Linked DNA regions of Sus scrofa: all the other regions are linked to region 2. A link is a contact called in public Hi-C and HiChIP or PLAC-seq data. All regions are on one chromosome and are shown on one strand. The core of a region is the stretch at or near the end of the contact, and the rest is flanking DNA. Distances in the headings are between cores, read along the strand shown.

Region 1 (2,700 bases), core at 119-2,618, 110 kb after region 2:
ATCAGGCCTCTCACTTAGAAAAATGTGAGTTAAGTGGATTAACACAGACATGGTAATGGAGAGTGCCCATTCTCTCAGCACTACTCTTGCCACAGCAGTTCTCCTATATTCCCTGACCTAAGAATGCTTGACTCTGTCCTCTTAGATTCCCCTACACCTGTCCTCCCAGTGACAAAAGCTTGTGCTCAGTAAGTCTGGGTCAGTACTAGCTCTGATACTTACAGCCTCAAAGAGCCAGAACCACCAAGGCTCCTAGAAGTCAGTCTTGGTGTATACCTATTGGTCTAATCTTTCTTCCGTGATGTTTTCTCTTAAAGGGGTCAGCAGCTCCTTCTTGTTCTGGGCCTTGGTCAGGGTCACTCAAGTCCACCCTGATGATTTTCCACTAAGGACAATCTCAGGAAGTCAGACTTGCGTCTTTTTCCCTTTGGAAGGACATTTGGGTTTCCTTTGAAAATTTCCTCATCTTCTCCCCAGCACCTAACATTTCTATAGCAACAGTTCACTTCTGGGGGAAAATGATGAACACATGCTTCACTAGAGCCCTACTCTACTTGCTAGCTGAGAATAAGAGCAGTGGAAATAACATCTCAGACAAACATTTTCCATAGTCTGTAGAGAGTAATCAATAAGTGGAAAGGAAGTTACTTGGCAAAGTTCGTCAGCATTCCCTTTTCAGAAGCATTCTTCTGTGTTCAACTGCGCAGCCTCATACCTTTTCATGATTTCTCAACCTCTGGTTGGGGTGACTTCTCAGAACTTGGAGGTCTTCTTAGCGCACATTTGGGAATCTGATTTCCACTAAGTTCTTTTTGTTTTCCTAGAGTTTGGGTATAATGGGACTAAGTCTAATGAAAAGGATCAGATGAGTGGCTGATTTAATTCCCTGGAGCCCACTCCTTCTCTGGAACATTGACTGTCTAATTTGTCTGTAGAAAGACCCAGCTGTTCACAGACAGCCCCGTGTATCCCAAAGGGAATAAGAAGCAGCATTCCTGTGAACTACAGAGTTCACGCTGGGGGTGGTGGGAGCAGGGGAGGGGAGGGTCTTTATTTTTTATCCTCTTAGAACTTGTTGCTTCCAAATAAATGGCTGTAAATGGAGATGAAGGGATCAGGCTGGTGACTAATTTCTCTGGGGAGCCTAAATAGCTCCACTCCTGACCCCAATGTGTCTCTTCCCCCGTCTTCACCCCCTCGCCCCCGCCACTGCCCCACAAGACTCATAGTGGCTCTATGACAAGGTGGGTGTTTGTGATCCAGTTCAGGATGGGGATTAACTCAGTCCTCCTGGTGGTGGTATTCTTTCCATGACAGGGCTGACGCTCAGCCAGTGGAATCCCTTCCCAATGAGACAAGGGAACAAGCAGTGTGTGTCAGGTTGATTCAGCTGAGGAAGTCGCGGCCTCAAGTTAGCCTTATAAGGCTGTGGTTCCGGTGGAAGTGAGGCTGTCTCAGCTTGAAAATTCAAAGCACTGAGCATTCCCAGATGACATCTGTAGTTTCTCCAACACAGTTTTGGCTTCCTTGGTTCCCTGTAGCCCCTTTGATTGTGCAATCACAGCTTGGCAGTTTGTTTGTCCTGGGAAATCTGTACATTTTCAGCTCTGACATCTCAAAATTAGTCAGTGAAGCATTTTTATTAGGGTGGTTTATTGTAAAGCAGAACTGCTTCCTACCAACATTTCTTCTAACTAGTACTAGTAGTGTGATGGCTTCGGGGGAGGAAGGTATTAGTGGAAGGGAGGCTGGCTGTGGAATTGGATAGATCAAGGTTCAAATACTGACTTCCTTTTTTTTTTTTTTTTAAAAAAAAATGTGCTGAAGGATCTTAGATCATCAGGAGCTCAGATTAATCTTCCGTGAAATGGAGAAAATGACACAAACCTCACAGGGCTGTTGTGAGGGTTATGTACAATGTAAGCTAAGAGTAGTGCAAATAAATGGACTCAGTAAGTTTGTGTAAATAAATATGTTATATGTGATATGTGTGTGTGTGAGAGAGAGAGAAAGAGATGGTCCTAGTGTAGACATGGGAGTAGTTACAAGTTGATTGTCTATGTTGGGAATCTCAGCTCACTTTTTAGTCCTTGACAGATCACACACACATACTCACAAAAGCTCACATGCACACATACACACACCACATGCACACATTTCTTGGAAACCTCAACTTTACTTTTTTTTTTTTTTTGTCTTTTTATCTCTTACGGCATATGGAGGTTCCCTGACGAGGGGTTGAATTGGAGCTGTAGCTGCTGGCCTATACCACAGCCACAGCAATGCCAGATCAGAGCCGCATCTGTGACCTACACCACAGCTCACGGCAACGCCAGATCCTTAAACCACTGAGCAATGCCACGAATCGAACCTGAAACCTCATGGTTCCTAGTCGGATTCGTTTCCACTGTGCCACAACAGGAACTTCTCAACTTTATTTTGATAAATAATTTCTTTCTGAGGCTGGTCAAAGACTACATGTCTGTGAGGAATTCCTCAAACCTCCCTGCTGTCTGGTCACGTCTGACCTGGGTTCCATGCTACTGTCCCCAGAAGCAATCCCAGGCTCTTCCTTTTCAGCCATTGACTGGTACCAGGTACAATTAAAAGATGACCAACTTCTTTTTAACTCTCACTAATGTCTAAGATCTGAAGACAGAAATTATTCTGAATTCTAGTTTGAGATGTCTGGGAAAGAAA
Region 2 (2,725 bases), core at 100-2,599:
GTCTTCTTCATTTGCCTCAGGGAGGCCAGGAGGAGGAAACCTTTCTCTGCTCGCACAGCATCCACTAGGTCTTGGAACTTGTCATCAGGGACAGGGGGGATCAGGTTGGCATCCTCAATGCGGAAAGCTGGGCTGGAAGGGTCAGGACCCTTCACTAGTCGGCGCCCAGAGCCCTTTCGGGCAGCCCCGGTGAGTTCAAAGATGTCAAAGACGCTGTTGTCTCCCCCAGACTCTGTTAGACAAGAGGAGGAAGCACTGTGAGCAGGGCCCTCTAGGTGGGGGCGGTGGAGGTAGGGGTTCAGCTCTGGCCGGTGGGGCAGAAAGACAGGGGTGAAAACTCCCTGCAGCCACTGAAAGGGCTTAATCAACACCAGGTCAGAGGGAACCTGCATCCTGAGGTTCAGCCAGGGCTCGGGAAGAGGCACACCTGGGGTAACCAGACCTCCCTTCTCCTCTTCCCTCCCCCCTCAAAAGGTATCATACAGACTTACCTGGAATGCGGTTGGAGCCACACACATGCAACAGAAACAGGACACTGAGTCCCCAGGCCAGCCCCATGGTGGAGCGTTTGTGCCCAACAGAGAGCCTGCAGCAGGAAGCACAGAGAACCCAGGTCAGAGGCCGCCCATCAATGAGGGTGAGCAAAACTGGCTGGGCATGGGGCCAGAGCCTCAGGGACACGCCCCCCCGCCCCGTGGCCCCCACATTTGGTGGAATGAGGGGCAACAGTATTGACTCTGGAGAAAGCATAAGGAAGAAAATGAGGGAGTTGAGGGGAGGAGACTGTGGTTTTCAGGTGGTGGTAGGGGCAAGACCAATAACAGGCAGCCGGGGGCGGCGGGGGGGGCTTTTCCTTGGGAAGGTGAGGTAAGTAGCAGGACCAGGAGATGTAGTTTGGGGAGCTGGGACAGCATGAAGGTGCAGAGATTTTTCTAGAGGACTTTTAGAAAGGTTTAGGAAGGACTTGAGGAAAAGAACAAAATCTTGGGGTGTCCCTGGCGATTTGGGTTTTGAATCCCAAGGCTGGAGAAGATCGCTCTGAAGCTCTTCGTGAGAAGAGTCCTCCAGCGGCTGAGAGGTTCAGGATGGGGAAGGCAAAAAGTGTGAGATCCGGGGTCTGCCAGGAGCTAAAGTCTGTAGCTTCAGGTGTATGGCCAGGGCAGAACTGGACCTCGGCGGCCGCCCAGGGACTCCTTACCTGTGTGGAAACGGGTGCAGCAGCTGGGACTGGAAGCAAGGACACAGCGACCGGAGGAACGCTGGAGAGGCGCGGGGAGAGCGGTGCGCCCGGGAGGCCGCGGTATCAGAGGCTGCGCAGGGAGATTCGCCGGGGAGTGCGCTTGCCGGCCGGCCCGGGTGCAGTGGCTGGTGAGGCGGCGGAGCCGCGGGTTTTTAAAGGGGCGCTCACATTCCTGGGGTTTCCTCTAGCCAATAGGATGCGGCCGGGCAGGAAGCGGGAGGGGGGCCAGTCTGGGTTCCTCTCTCCGCCCCCCGCTGCCTGGCGCACAACTTTCCAGTTAGAAGGTGAAGGGGGGCGGTGGGTGTCGGGGCCGAGAAGCACTGGAACTTCTCAGAAAAATAGGTGCCCGCCCACGCGGCCTTGGCGCTCACGGACTCAGCACTTTGGCTGTGGCGCCGCTCGGGCCGATGTCCTCAGTGTGCTCATACCGGGCGGACGAGGCTCTGGCCACCCACCCGAGATCCCAAGCGGGGGGTTGGGGAACCTGTTCCCTTGAATGCCTGTGCGATGGCTAAGGGTGGACACTTGTTGGATATCGAGCCCATTTTATGGAAAAAAATAAGCCCGACATGGTAAATGGGACCAAGAGGGGACCAGTCTTTGAAAGAGTTGGGTATTTGTTGACCCTTGTCCATCCATCTTGGGTACTTGCGGACCACGCGGTCAGCTTCGCGCCGCGCTCCTGCCCTCCTCCCACTCTGTCTCCTGCCTGCCCCTCGAGGGACGTGAGTGCGGTATCGCACCGGCCAGCAGGCCACGGATGGGGCTCGCCTTCCCACCGCGCGTCGGGGCAGCGTTTCTGCAGCTGCTTGCCGCTCGAGTTCCCGCGAAGAAAAGTCTCTTCTCACAAGTGCTGCGGCGCTTCCACAGCGGGCCGCTTGGGGGCGGTATGCGAATTCTGATCTAGGGGACGCGAGCAAATGGCTTCTTTTCAGTCAGGAATGTTAAGGAAACTTGCTCTTTACCACTTCTCTCAAGCCAAAATTGAAATTGTGTCTTGAAAAACAGTTTTTGTGCCCACTCGTGCTTCTTAACGTGACTCCTGCTTGGAGGGTTTGCAGCACCATCTGGCTCCAGGGTCTTGAACTATTTACAGAACAGACCCATAGAGTCATAAATTACCCTCTGCCTATCATTTTATTTCCCCCTTTTTTTTTCAACCCCAAAGTTCTTTTCATTTTTTCGGCTCCCGAAACCGAGATGTGGGTTACATTTCTGTGGGTGCACCAATTGCCATGAGCGCTGCCGCTGCATGCTTCTGTCATTGGAAATCTAGTGTCCAAGCCACCGGTCCCAAGCCAGCATGACTCCAGCTGCTTGGAATTCCATTCATCTCTTGGGCTGGGACGTCAGCAGCCACACTTCCCCTGCTGTGATCCAGCACATGAGGCTGGCCCCCAGACCCAGGGAACAGGTAGTAACTTCACCAAATAAGGATCTCAGCCACAAGCCAGGGAAAGCCCTGGGGTTCACTTCCCTCCTTAG
Region 3 (2,775 bases), core at 271-2,770, 86 kb after region 2:
GGAACTGCTGCTGCTGGCCTATGTTATAGCCCAAACAAAGCAGGATCCAAGCCACATCTGTGACCTACACCACAGCTTACAGGCAACGCTGGTTCCTTAACCCACTGAGCAAGGCCAGGGATTGAACCTGTGTCCTCATGGATACTAGTTGGGTTCATTACCACTGAGCTATGATGGGAACTCCCAAGAAGTTTATTATTTTTTAAACTTCTCCTTTTTTTTTTTCCTTTGGCAGAGAGTAGATTTACAGCCCAAAGTCCACTGACTTTCTTGAGCTTGGCAGCTCTCCTTAGGGTCTTCTTGTCCTATCTGTCTCTGTGTTTATATTACATGAACACCCTGGCTTCTTTCTCCCAAACAACATGTGATGCTTTCAGCTCAGATTTGGCTGCTAGCCCCTGGAGGGCTCAAATACGCAGAGGCTGTATAAAGAGGTGTTTTAGGGAGTTGAAAGGGAAATACTTCTTTGGGCCGGGCTTCTCCCTAAATATTACACATTGCTCTCTTTTTCTTCTTTCCCTTCTGCCTGGCTAGACAACATCATGAGCTTCCTTGGAGGGCCCATATAATGACATGATACATGGCTGCAGTATCACTAAACTGAGGCATGGTTAAATGAGAGCTAAGTTTCCTTTGTACATTCTAGTTTGGAAAATAGAGGGTGAGGAGGATAGCAGAAGGTACCTATTGGTTGTCATTCATTCATTTGATATAAATTTACTGAGTACCCACCTCTGGTCTGCTAGTAGGTATTCAGAACTAAAGCATGATTCCATTGGTAGTATGGCACAGGGAAAGACCTTAGGATTTAGAGTTAGAAGACTTGGTTTAATTCTTGACTTTGCCACCTATTGCCTTGAGTGCTATGTATAGGGACACAGAAGAAGGACTGGTTAATTTGTCCTCGGATAGTTGGGGAAAGCATGAGAAGTGTAAGTTATATTTGAGATGCTTTTCTAAGAATCACCGAGAGTTTTCTGGGGGATAAGGTGAGGTGGAGATAGATTCTAGATAAATTGAATAATGAAAACAAAATTATATGTAATGAAAATGCACAACCTCTTAAGGGGAGAATGAGATACCTGGGAGCATCCAGTGTGTGGGGAGAAACTATTGAAGCTATTGCTGGAAAGGTAGATTGGTACCAGGTTGTGAAGGTCTTTGAATGCTTTGAGCAAGAGTTTGGACTTCAGTTGGTTGCCAGGGATGCTGTAATCCCAGCTTTCAGTGAGATGGGTCAGAAGCTCAGATTCTCATTTTATATGCTCTTGGTAGCAGCATATAAAATTAGAAGAGTTGGGTGAATTGAAAGGGTTGGGTGTGGAGGGGAGGGAGGAAGATGAGGATGTTTTTCTAGTCCAGGTGAGAGAGGAGGCATTATTGTTTTTCATGTCTGTTTTAATAAAGCACCAATGATGCTTCTGCTATAAGGCAAGTTTAGTGAGCACATGTGGAGAGGAGTTGAAGAGATTCCTAGAGACTAAGTGGTAACAAATTAGTTACCTGGTTGTATGATGGTGACTAAGAAGCCTGGGGAGCAGGCTGCAGAGGCTCTTAGAGTCTCTGGTACTGGGTTCCAAAGGCTCAATGGTGAGGGTCCAGCCAACTTTCCAAGGGCAACATGCTAACCCCTCGGGGTGGTCCCTTGACCCAGATTACAGGACAGAGCTTGTGAGCCTTAGAATCTCTTTGAAGTCAAGAAGATTTTCTCTCTGCCACAGCCAGAGTGTTAGTCCATGTTTATGTACTTTTGTCATTCGACTCCACAGGGGATCTATTCTTGGCAACAATCTGAGTTGTGCAGTTGGCTAGAAGCCACTGTTCTTACGTTTGTTGGACACAGCAGGTGCCTTACTGAGTCCAGAGAATAAAAATAATGATAACTGTGATGCCAGCCAGAGCTAACTGATAGAGAAGTAATATTATTCTATGTACAAGAAAGGAAAGGGTCATTGCTATGGCCATTGTGGTGTGGTAGTGAATGGGTATTTGTTGCAGGGTCGTGCAGAGACTGAATGGTGTCATCAGAGTGAGTCAAAAGTTCTCTTGTGGTAACCAGGTGGGGAAATGAGTGAAGTAAACATGATCCCCTAGAAATGTATAACTTTTTATTTAATGTGAAGAAAATGTTTAACTCTGGGCCAATCGTCGGGACATTCACTTCTTAAATTTAAACCTGTGCAGTAATCACTATAAAGGAAGTATGTACAAGCTATGATGAAAGCATAAAATCAAGAGTATCTTCGGACTTGGGAATGTGACAGGTATCAGGAAGGCTTCATTGACAAGCTGACATTTGAGCAGATTGGGCAAGAGGGTTAGGCCAGGAGAGGGTGGGAGACTATTTCATGCATCTACAATTTCAGTCTCTGCAAATTTGTTTGTATGATATAAGGTAGAGTGAAAATTCATTCTTTGGCCAGTAGATATCCAACTATTCACCATTTGTTAAAAGTTATTTTCTAATTATCTTGGCCCCTTTGATGAAAATCAGCTGAACAAAAATGGGAAGGTTTACCAGACACTTAATTCTATTTCATTGATTTATATGTCTTTCCTTATGCCAGTAACACATTGTTATGGTTACTGTAACTTCGTAGTATGGGATGTGAGTCCATTAAATTTGTTATTCTTTTTCAAGATTGTTATAGCGGTTCTGGATTCTTTGTATTTCTGTATGAATTTTAGTATTAGCTTAGAATTTCTGTAAAAAAATATCAACTGAAAGATCAGAAAGAGAAATGAGGGAAACAACCCCACTTACCATCACATCAA

The links. Hi-C and Micro-C count contacts between places; a contact is called where the count stands out from the background. HiChIP or PLAC-seq counts read pairs in DNA pulled down with a chosen protein or histone mark.
Region 1: a contact with region 2 is called in an H3K27ac HiChIP or PLAC-seq map of skeletal muscle, with 5 times the contacts expected there. The contact joins the enhancer-like site here to the promoter of THBS1 in region 2. A contact is called at or near these places in 2 of 5 promoter capture datasets (fetal liver and liver), 5 of 47 Hi-C or Micro-C datasets (embryonic fibroblasts, heart right ventricle, mesenteric adipose tissue and 1 more) and 1 of 2 datasets of contacts at active chromatin or transcription factors (skeletal muscle).
Region 3: a Hi-C map of heart right ventricle shows a contact between it and region 2, with 8 times the contacts expected there. The contact joins the enhancer-like site here to the promoter of THBS1 in region 2. A contact is called at or near these places in 1 of 5 promoter capture datasets (fetal liver) and 3 of 47 Hi-C or Micro-C datasets (embryonic fibroblasts, heart right ventricle and mesenteric adipose tissue).

What each region holds. Positions count from the first base shown.
Region 1 is chr1:131,851,838-131,854,537 of Sscrofa11.1, forward strand. No RefSeq gene overlaps it. Among named protein-coding and RNA genes, the nearest start is that of THBS1, 110 kb to the left of the region's middle. Within about 2 kb of position 1,369, at least 17 of the 83 cell types and tissues checked have an H3K27ac peak or open chromatin away from gene starts, as enhancers often do. A contact at or near this core is called in mesenteric adipose tissue and skeletal muscle, where this site is marked.
Region 2 is chr1:131,744,749-131,747,473 of Sscrofa11.1, forward strand. THBS1 (thrombospondin 1) reads right to left here and starts at 1,350. Exons shown (of 22, transcript NM_001244536.1): 1 at 1,199-1,350; 2 at 492-586; 3 at 1-232. The coding sequence starts at 558.
Region 3 is chr1:131,830,216-131,832,990 of Sscrofa11.1, forward strand. No RefSeq gene overlaps it. Among named protein-coding and RNA genes, the nearest start is that of THBS1, 86 kb to the left of the region's middle. Within about 2 kb of position 1,521, at least 4 of the 83 cell types and tissues checked have an H3K27ac peak or open chromatin away from gene starts, as enhancers often do.